Regions from separate parts of the Sus scrofa genome. Here region 1 is linked to region 2. Evidence: chromatin contacts called from public HiChIP or PLAC-seq data. All regions are on one chromosome and are shown on one strand. The core of a region is the stretch at or near the end of the contact, and the rest is flanking DNA. Distances in the headings are between cores, read along the strand shown.

Region 1 (5,380 bases), core at 1,255-3,754, 160 kb before region 2:
GTCAGTGGATTAAGGATCCGGCATTGCCGTGAGCTGTGGTATAGGTTGCAGACGCGGCTTGGATCCCGCGTGGCTGTGGCTGTGACTGTGGCTGTGGAGTAGGCCGGTGGCTACAGCTCTGATTCGACCCCTAGCCTGGGAACCTCCATATGCCACGGGAGCGGCCCAAGAAATGGCAAAAAGATGAAAAAAATATGATTTCACATAAAAACCTGGATTTCCAGCCAACACAGCCACTGCACTACCTGCGGGAGTGTCACTTCCAGGCAGGCAGGCAGCTGATTGATCTGAGTGCTCAACCTATCCCAGTGAGCTCACACTCTCTGCCCCCTGAATAAGGTGGTTTTGCAAGCCTGTCATCTAAACGAGGACACTTTGGGGACTGAAAGGGGGTGCTGTTTTTAACCACAAAGGAACCAGACAGCCCAGGGGAAATGAGCGTACACCCCTCCCCAACATTAGAGCAGAGGTCCTGGACGTCTTTGCACTTCCCACATTTCCTGCCACATAAACGCCCATAAGTGATAACAAGGAACATTTCTGGAGTTCCTGTCGTGGCTCAGTAGTTAACGAACCCAACTAGCATAAATGAGGATGCAGGTTCAATCCCTGGCCTCGCTCAGCGGGTTAAGGATCTGGCATTGCTGTGAGCTGTGGTATAGATCTCATACACAATTCAGATCCCGAGTGGCTGTGGCTGTGGCATAGGCTGGAGACTACAGCTCCAATTCGACCCCTAGCCTGGGAACCTCTATATGCCACTGGAGCAGCCCTAAAAGACAAAAAGACAAAAAAAAAAAAAAAAAAAGGAACATTTCTAGAGTGGTTATTTAACATGTTAGCTCATACAGCACCCCTGAGAACCCTGTGAGGTCAGTTCCCTTCATTTTGTAGGTGAGGACACTGGGGCAGGAGATGTTAGTAATGTGTCTCGACCATGCAGGTAGGAGGGGGAACCCAGGTAGTGTGAGTCTAGAAGCATTTGTGTTGGCTAAATCAATAATCACTTCTGGAGTCCCTGCTGTGGCTCATCATGTTAAGAACCTGACATAGAGTCTCTGAGGATGTGGGTTTGATCCCTGGCCTTGCTCAGTGGGTAAGGATCCAGCTCTATAACAGCATTGCTATGGCCCTCGTTGGGGAACTCCCATATGCCATAGGTGTGGCCCTAAAAGAAAAAAAAAAAAATCATTTCTCAGGATTATTCCTGGCTCTAAATATCTGTGGCTCTTTTAATTTTCTTTCTTTTGGTTTTGTTTGTTTGTTTTTGCTTTTTAGGGCTGCAGGTGTGGCGTATGGAAGTTCCCAGGCTAGGGGCAAATTGGAGCTGCAGCTGCTGGCCTATGACACAGCCACAGCAATGTCTGATCCGAGCCTCACCTGCAACCTACACCACAGCTCACGGCAGTGCCGGATCCTTAATCCACTGAGCAAAGCCAAGGATTGAACCCACATCCTTATGGATATTAGTCAGGCTCTTAACCCCTTGAGCCACAACAGAAACTCCTAATTTTCTTTTTTTTTTTTCTTTTCCTTTCTCTCCCGAGTCTCTCTCTCTCTCCTTTTCTCCTGTCCTTCTTTCTGACTCATATTTCCTTCTCTCTCTATTACACAAGCCTATGCTCACTCTTTGTCTCTCCCATCTTTGTCTCCGTGTACCTACGTGGCTTGCTCTTGAGCTGTCTCTGTTTCTTTCTCTCAGTCTTCCTAGACTCTCTCTCACTGTGGACAGAGGCACACAGGCCCCCACTGTGTTCAGTGGTTGGGCTGGTGGCTCCACACTCCAGCCTTTGCCTCTGTGCTGGTGCAAAAAACTGGCTGGCAGTCTTGGCTCTCAGTGGACATACCTGCAAAGGGAGGCTGGTCTTCACCTGGCTTTTCTTTACAGGAGATGGACAGGTAGGTAGGACGAATGGTGCATCTTGCTGTCTGGCAAGAGGAGGGTAACTAGACTACATCTATCACTAAAGTAATCCCACCAACGTGCATGATCCCAGCACTTGAAACAAATGTCTGGAAGGGAGAGGATAGTCTAGGAATATTCTTTTGACCCCAAGGGAAAAGGCAACTCTTTCTTAATGACTAAAAGTGCAGAAAAGCAAGAGGCTGTGAGAAAGTGATTCTTCCCAGTAAAGTGAGTGGAGAATTATGAGGAAAGCACAGAAAAGGGGAGAGAGAGGAGAAGGGAAACTAAACAGGAGCCCTTGGTGGCCCAGGGAGGAGTAGCTGAGAGAGGAGTGCAAAGAAGGGAAGGGGTGACACAGAGTTTTAAAAATTCACAGTGAGACTTCAACACCTTCAGGCTCAGGCAACCTCCTGATAGGCTATTCTTGGGAAGAGCACACACTTCTTGAGGAATGGAGGAGGAGAAGACCCCTAGAGAGCAGGACCACAGAGTGCAGATGTTCAAGCTCAAATCCCAGCCTGGGCCCCACCCTCTTTTCACCTTGGTTTCCAAGTGGGTGTTTTGGCCACTGGAGGGGAAGTGTTCAGACAGAGCTCGGCTGGTGGTGGTGAGTCACGGCCCCACCCAGGCCCTGCCAGCCCCGGGGGGCCTCTCGCCCACAGGGCTGGCAGCAGCTGCTGGGTGTTATCAGGAACGACAAGGCAGCAGGGGCCAGGCAGGCCATTCACATTCCCTCCATATGACTTGTGGCCACAGGATCTAGTTCCCAGCCCTTTTGCTCCTCTGGCTCCATTGGACCGGGCCATTAATGGTGAGCCAGCTGCAAGTGTTTGTTTCAATGTCAACAGTGCAAGGAAGACAACCCTGTAGAGCAGGATCAGCCTAGCTGTAAGGAGCTGTAAGGTCTGTCACTAAGCAGTTTATCAGCCACCTCCTTTCACTTGCAAGCCCTGAGAGGCCAGGAGTCCTGTTGTGGACCCCACAGCATACCTAGCACATGACATGAAGGCTGGTATACAGTAGGTGCTCGATAACTGAATGAATTAGCATGCACTCAAATCTGCCTGCTTTGGAGTTCCCTAGTGGTGCAGTGGGTAAGCATCTGGCATTGTCATTGTCATTGCAGTGGCTCTGGTTGCTGCTGTGGCACAGGTTTGATCCCTGGTCTGGGAACCTCCATATGCACATGTCATGGGTGTGGCCAAGAAAGCAACCAAAAAAAAAAAACCTTGCAAATCTCCTTGCAGCTCCTGACTAGTTGTGTGACCCTGCCCAGATCCTTAACCTCTCTGAGCTGCCATTTCTATCGTCAGTGCAAGGGAATAGTACCAGTAAAAGTATAAGAGAACAGACTAGGGGCGTCATCCCACCCCAGCCCCCACTGTGAAATAAGATAGTGGCGAGGGGTTGGGGGGGTGGGAGCATCGAGTCTGCAGCTGTCATTCAAATCTGAGAGGGGGTGCGAATGGAGGGAAAGTGTTCATGTTTGGAAATTCTGTAGCTTCTGTGGCTGGTAGTTCCATGTGCATCGTACAGATGTTACTTTTCAGGAAGATGGTGTGGTGATGTGGTTAAGAGCTCATGTTCTGAAGGCCCAGGACCTGGGTTCTAATCCTGCCTCCACCCCTCGATTCCTGTGTGATCCTGGGCAAACAGCTTCATCTCTCTGAGCTTGTTTTTCTGGGTGTAAAACAAAAGTTCTCATTAGGTTTCCATGAGATCCATCCCAGGCTGACCCTGACAAGAAGTTAAGGAGAGGCTCAGTGCGTGTTAACCATGATCATCAGTTTCCACCCGCAGCCCCATGAAACAGATGAGACTCTCCCCAGGGTGCAAAAGAGGAAACCCCAAGCCGGCCAGGTGGAGAGGCGTGCCTGACAGCAGACCCATAACTAGACAACTCCTGCCACTGAGGCCCCCCACAGCTGCCAGAAATAAGGTGCTTGCCCTCTCTGCCTCCACGCTCTGTCCCCTGGGGTGGGGGAGAAGTGAAACACGAACCCACCAGGGTAAGAAAGAGGAGAAGGAACTGGCGGAGGTGAGGAGAGGCAAGTGGCCCTAAATCCTGTCAAAGGACAGTCTAGGGCAAGGTCAAGTCCAGGTCGGTGAGAGAGTGGAGGTGGTGGGAGGATAGTGTGACAAGCAGTGGGGGACGGGTGACTGAATCGGCTAGCGGCCGAGGGGTGAGGAGCTGGTCCTGAGAATGCGGAAGGAAACTCTTTTTATCAGCATTAACAAGAACAGAGAGGGAAGTGTTTGCATCTGGCCCAATACCTCAGCTGTGACCTCCTGTCTCTAAGGACAGAGGTCCCTGCAAACTCTGCTTTCAAAACTCTCCTGGGAGAAAACCCATGGCCCTGATTCTTAGAAACTGTCCTCATCCCAACAGAATAAACAGCTCAGTGGCCTTTTGACTTTTTGACCAGTACCTGCTGTACCTTCAGCCTCTAATGAGAGTGGGCATTCCCCATGCTTTCAGCCTACCCATTTTACCAATGAGAAAACCAAGTTGAAATCTGGCCTCTGGTCCTAGCTTTGCTGCTCCTAGCTCTTGGGTCTGAGTGGTTTCACCAACCAAACCTCCGTGTTCCCATTCATCAAGTTGAGGCGGTTAGACCACATCTTCTTTTTCACCCTTCCCCTTCCCTTCCTTCCAGAGCCAAGGTTGTACAATTCTCAGGAGAAAGTCACCTGATCACATGACAGGGATGAGCCCAGGGATCTGAGATTCCAAACCCCCACGGGCAAGCAGAAGTGTTCCCACCCACACAGGCCACCTCCCTTCCTGAGCAATTCTGCTCTGATGCTATGCCTTCTGCAGAGTGCCAGTGCCAAGCACATCATAGGTCTTAAGCAGGATCCTGAAGTCCATGCTAACTGTCCCAGCCTGCAGTGAGCACTTCCCATGGGCTAGGCACCAGATGGCAGCAATCGCCTCTCTCCCCCTTATAACAATCCTTGAGGAGACAAACACACTGCTTCTACCCATTTTAAAGTCATGGTAGCTGAGGCTACGAGGAGAGGCAAGGTGGGCACCTTGCCCAGGGTCATGCAAAAACATAAGATTCAAACCCAGTCTGAGTTGATTCCTTTCCATAGAGTGAACTCCACTGAAATCAATACGAATTGATTGGGTTATGTGCCATTTTCTTTCTTTTTAAAGTAAAAACATTTCCACCCCCTCTAAGGAATATGGATTACTTGTGTTTTGAAAGGGAGTAGCCAATGGAAGCATTTGCAAATAACATGCTATGTCATCTGGAGTTTGATTGAAACTAACTCAGTTTGGGGAGAAGATTTATATAAAGCAAATTGTCCATAAACTGATCATTCTTGAAGCTGGGTATTGGTTGGAAGTTCTCTCTACTGTTTTCTTCCATTCTCAACATGTTTGAAAATATCAATGATCATGGAAAAATGTGAATTAAGTTTAACTTTGAAAAGTAATGCACACAGGATAAATGAACTGGCCTG
Region 2 (5,698 bases), core at 1,292-3,791:
GAGAGAAAGTGAGTCCCAGCATTAGGCCCAAGATGAGCACAGAAATGGCTAGTCCAGTGTCAGAGGAGGAAGGGGTGGAGAGCTTTGATGGCTGATTCTCAGTCTTCAGTGGTTTTCTAGTATTTATCTGGCAATTATTTATTTGTTTTAATCTTCCTCTATTAAAGATCTGCTCTTGCTGCAGGCATGGCCCTAAAAAGACAAAACAAACAAAAAAGATCTGCTCTTCCCAACACTCAGGTGTTAATGTGTTTTGGAGACAGAGAGTAGAGAAGGCTGTATCTACACTGGGTGGAGTGGAAAAGAGAGCAGGGAGATGATGAGAATTAGGTTGCACTCAGGATTAGGATCGGAAAGTGATAAAGAATCATTAGGAAGTTGTAAGCACTCACCTTAGGATCCTTGAAATTATTAAGGAGAGTTCTGGCTTTACAGATATGTGAGATATGATCTAAAATTTGCATTTGAATGTTAAAGACGGTACAATTTAGGACCATGCACATGTCAGGGATAATATCTGCCTAACAGGGTTGGGAGGTTTAAATGAGAATCTAGGTCAAAGCACTTCATAAACTAAGGAAGTATATCATCACCCCTAAGATACAATGTCTTTCCATGAGGATTTTTAAAAAAGGAAATCAGACTTAAATTCAACACATCGCAAATATGAGAATAATTATCTAGGAGTCACAAGCTCTGTAATAGTTTTCTTTATGAATTTAGTTCATACTGATAGTAAAAATATAATTTGAATGTTAAAGATACAGTTTTTAAAAATGACTGTATATATAACCCAAACATGTCATGTTAAGATATGCGGATTTAGGATCTTACTGTAATAACTTCAGGCCCATTTATTAAGAATAGAAGTAGCTTTGGTTGTGCAGATTTAGCTGAGGTTGTTGAAAGGTATGAGAAAAAGCACATGATGTTGCAAAGGAATGGGAAATAACATGCATTGGGTATATACTAGACACTTGACATATATCATCTTTCTTTCTATTTTTTGGTTTTTTGGTCTTTTTAGGGCCTCAGCTGTGGCATATGGAGGTTCCTAGGCTAGGGGTCAAACCGGAGCTGTAGCTGCTGGCCTACGCCACAGCCACAGCAACTCAGGATCTGAGCCATGTCTGCGACCTCCACCACAGCTCATGGCAACACCAGATCCTTAACCCACTGAGCGAGGCCAGGGCTCCAACCCACAACCTCATGGTTCCTAGTCGGATTTGTTAACCACTGAGCCATGATGGGAACTCCCATGTATCATCTTTCTTAAAGCTCATTGGTCCCCAGAGAAATGGTAGTGTCTCCACTCTTTAGATGGGGGTTGTGTGTGTGTGAAAAATCACAACGATTACAGAACTTGCTTAAAAGTCCTAATTTTGAAGTGCTAGTGCTGGTATGTTGATTCTCACGAGCCTCAAGGTCCAGTTCTTTTTCTCCCACTGTGCTGTCATGTGGGCTCAAAGTAAGCTAATAATTAGCACCCAAGCCTTGTGTGGTTCTGGTCTCCTTGTCCCTGTCTCATACCGAATCTTCATTATTTTTCTTCCAAAGAATGATTGCAGAAAGCTTTTGACAAGCTATAGGTGAGATGCTATAGGTGACAAGTATGTAAAAAAAGGACTAGATAATCGACTTAATTAAGTTCTGGAGTGGACAGGTTAAATTCCTGTATTGTCTCAAGTTTCATTCTTTACGCAGGACCAGCCAACTTTTGTGAGGTCATTACAGAAATGCTGGCAAACTCTTTCCATTAGTGGTTCTTGCGTACAGTAGGCACTTCTTATGTTGTGTGACTCTTTTTTTGTTGTTGTTCAGAATTCACCTTAGGGGTTTTCTCAAACTCAGCATTCTTATTCTGTAGTGGTTTTTAAGCTTTCTTTTTTCTTTCCAGGCTGGGTGGATGATGCAGTTTCGCTTCTAGGTGTTAGGATTCTCTTTCACACTGGTTTGTCATGACCTTAAAGTATTTTAAGTTTCTCCTCAGACTGTCTTTTTTTTTTTTTTTTTTTTTTCCTTTTTTTAAATGTAGTACCCTAGTGAGCTAGCGATTTGTTTACCAAATGAGTTTAAATCACCAGCCATTGGAGAGTCCACAGTCTAAGAGCATTGCTGGAATTGACCAAATGTAAAAACCTACTAGCCTTTTTTGGCAACTTAGTAGTTTTGGGGGTCTAGACTCAAAGGCTAGTTATGTTTCTCAGCCATCCTTTAGGTTATAAGAGTTGCTAAAGGTGGTATGTGATACCAAAGATGGCAAAGCATTTATTATGATGATCAGAATCGTGTTAGTCTTTAATTGCCATAAAGCTCTCCCCTGCAGATAACTGATGAGGCCTGAGGTGTTCTGAGCTGCAGCCACCCACAAAAACCACACACATGGCATTTTACTCAAAACTTTACTTTAACCACTGCTTTGTGATGCAAAACTGGTGGAATTTTGGGTACTTTCTGTAAAATTGAAATCTTTATGGGGGTTTTCCAACATTCTAGTTGCTTGTTAACAAATGATCACTGTAACGAGGAAGAGCAGAGCAGCGTTGACTTGTGTGGCAACATAGGATGCCAGTCGGTACCTACTGTTTTCACATGGAGAAAGCCACCCTGGTTGAGAGAACAGATTCTCCTTTTGAAAATGCAGTATTCATGTGAGATTTGGAGTTGCAAAAGATGAGATTTTAGGAGCTTCTTATCTTTGCCACAAAGTTTTCAGTCTTGACAAAGTAATCATATTCAGTACTTTCTAACTAGTAGATCCTCTTATGAAAGAGATCTGAAAATAAAAGCAAATCCAGGAGTTCCTGTTGTTGCTTAGCGGGTTAAGAAGCCAGCATAGTGTCTGTGAGGATGCGGGTTTGGTCCTTGGCCTTGCTCAGTGGGTTAAGAATCCAGCGTTGCCGTGGGCTGTGGTGTAGGTCGAAGATGTGGCTTGGATCCCACAGTTCTGTGGCTGTGGCATGGGCCTGCAGCTGCAGCTCTGATTCAGCCCCTAGCCTGGGAATTTCCATATGCTGCAGATGTGGCCATAAAAAGAAAAGCAAATACTTTTGTATTATAGGACAAAATATAATTCTGCTTAAGTCTGTCAAGGGAGAACTGTTATGGGAAACTGATTCCTGATAAGCTACTACAGCCCTTTTCTGGAAGGGAGATAGCAGGTGGAAAGAGCTCTATCCTGTTTGGCTGAGTTAGGAGTCCTTTGTTTATTCTGGAGGTAGTCCTTGGGCAAGTTGCTTCACCAGTCTAAGGCTCAGTTTCTTGACTTTGAAATTAAAGTTTCACTCCTGCTCTGTGGTTTGGTGGATAGAATATATTGCCTCAAGAGCCTTCAGTAGGTAGGCATCCTTTGTTATTATATCCTGTCTTGTGTAAAGGTGAGTTTTACTGTCATATAATTTGTCTTCTCTCAAGCACATTTTGTTTTTTAAAATCTGTGAAAACATTTTAGCAAAATGCAACTCTGCTTCTATAAGTATGTAGTTATGCTCCTTTTGTGTTTAATAGTTTCTAAGGAGTAAATTTCCATCTATGTAGCCCAGAGGTTAGAAGAATGGTCTCATGATTAGCCTTAAAATAAACTATCAGAACTTTCGGGCTTTTTCTCATTAATGCATTATCCCAACCTGCTGCAGTAGGATAATACAGAAAGCTATAATTAAGTTTTTAATGGGTTAATTCCTTAGCTTACTGTGAAGCTCTTGATAATTAAAAAATTTTTATTATAGTTGATTTTTAATGTTCTGTCAATTTCTGCTATAGATAATTTCTCACTAGCATATAAGTAAAGCTTCGTTTATTTTGCTACTGCAAAGACTGAGTTGCTCGTTAGTGCCTGCAAGTAAAGTATGCTTGCTTATCTTTATAATTTATCTTAGGGAATGTTTAAACAGGGTGAAAGAGCAGTTTTTACAGGAGCAAAAATCAAGCCATCCATTTTCAGAAAGCAGAACCAAGTAAAATTAAAGAACAATCAGTAATGACTTGGAAACAAACCAAACAAGTTGAATCAAAGAACAAAATAAAAAGAATGAGACAGACAGTTCTAAGAACAAATGTATAGGATGGAATATCAATTAAAGCTTTAGGACTCAGCAAATAGAGTGGAAGCTTTATTTGTAGTGGGAAACAAGGTGTCACTATATAATTTTAGGGACATAAGTAGAAAAGGGCAAAATATCATAAACATTACACAAGTGGAATGGAATTTCCCAGACCCTTTGATTTAACAAATGATTTAGTTAAGGAAATTAGCAAAATCTTGAAATTGAATTGAATTGGTGCTACAGCAAACTTTAAAAATTAATTTCAAAATCAGAGTCAAAAGGATGCATGTTAGCTCTATGCTGTCACATTTGTTACTCAGCCCAGTAGTACTAACGCTTCACCTGGGTAAATTATTTTGAAGGCGACCCGGACCTTGATCCTTGAAATAGAGGTATTGAAAAAAGCGGTGTCTGGAGAAAGGTGAAATCATAATTATACATCAGAGGCCATAAGAGTTATGACTTCAAATTTTATGTTTCACTCATACCAGCTTTGTGTTCACACCCAAACTCCAGGGGTAGGAACTACCACATGTAGGGTGGAGTGGCATTCCAGTTTCATTTATTTTCTGCTGTAGCTGGCAAATTGAATGAAGATTTATATCTTAAGTGACAGGACTCAAATGAAATATGACAAATGTATAAAAGCTGCTACCTGAACATGTCAATGCAGAACCTTCCAGTGAACGAGGTGGGATGCGGCTTGGGAAACCAACTACACAACTTCCTGCCATGTTGGGCAGCTCCATGCTGGGAGATCAAAGGGAGACCCAAGGGGGAGCAAGTCCTTGCTGGCTGAGCCACGTGCTGGGGTTCAGCATGGAGTGCCAGCTTGTTGATAGACACAAAGATGTATCTATTGAGGGCTTGCCTTATCATGGAAAAATCCTAGGGAGATATGTTGTACTGACTGGAAAATTACTCATCATTTTAAGTGATCAGATTTATCAAGTAGAAGCATTAGTTTTGAAACTAGTCATTTAATTGGAATTTAATCCTGACCCAGTTCCCTATGCTAGTTTGTAATTATTCTTACTGACCAAAGCATAGAGAAAAATCAGGGCTAATAAAACATCCATGACGAGCACTGCTCTCAGGAGGGAACAACTTTCACTGCCTTTGGATAGACCAGTTAGCTCTGCAAAACATTTTCGGCTGTCTTGAAGGACTCTGACCACTGGGGCATGAATGAGCACTAACTTCCCTGTTTGTGGTTCTTCTGCATTGTAGATTTCAAGTTAAGCTCCTGAGGGAAAGCACAGGAGCTGGAAGCTTCTCAGGGCCCTCCTAAAAGTCTGGTTGGCAGTCATTTATTTAGAAGAAGGAATGACCACTGCGGCAAATATTCCCTATATTTGTTCAAGTTGTGCTCAGAGTTATCATCAGTCAGGCAGGCATTTTCTGAATTAATTTGGTAAGCAAACCAGTTGTACTTTTAAATTGGTCCTAAAGAAAATATTTAATTGGAATAGCTGTTATGACACCAAGAAATGTCGAAATGAAAACCACCATTCATTCACTATATATTATTCTGCATCATTTATTAAATATTTTTATATATGCATTTACAAACTTTAAGTACTCACTTCAGAACTCTGCTTTCAATACACTTTTAAACTTTTTTTTTTTTTGTAGAGATTCTGTTGTAAAAT

What was found. HiChIP or PLAC-seq counts read pairs in DNA pulled down with a chosen protein or histone mark.
Region 1: a contact with region 2 is called in an H3K27ac HiChIP or PLAC-seq map of alveolar macrophages. The contact joins two enhancer-like sites.

The regions. Positions count from the first base shown.
Region 1 is chr13:61,557,220-61,562,599 of Sscrofa11.1, reverse strand. No RefSeq gene overlaps it. Among named protein-coding and RNA genes, the nearest start is that of BHLHE40, 32 kb to the right of the region's middle. Within about 2 kb of position 2,504, at least 23 of the 83 cell types and tissues checked have an H3K27ac peak or open chromatin away from gene starts, as enhancers often do. A contact at or near this core is called in alveolar macrophages, where this site is marked.
Region 2 is chr13:61,398,789-61,404,486 of Sscrofa11.1, reverse strand. All of the region lies in intron 7 of LOC106505661 (a long non-coding RNA gene), which reads left to right. It overlaps ITPR1 (inositol 1,4,5-trisphosphate receptor type 1), which reads right to left. Exons shown (of 59, transcript XM_021069282.1): 59 at 5,569-5,698. Among named protein-coding and RNA genes, the nearest start is that of BHLHE40, 130 kb to the left of the region's middle. Within about 2 kb of position 2,541, at least 8 of the 83 cell types and tissues checked have an H3K27ac peak or open chromatin away from gene starts, as enhancers often do. A contact at or near this core is called in alveolar macrophages, where this site is marked.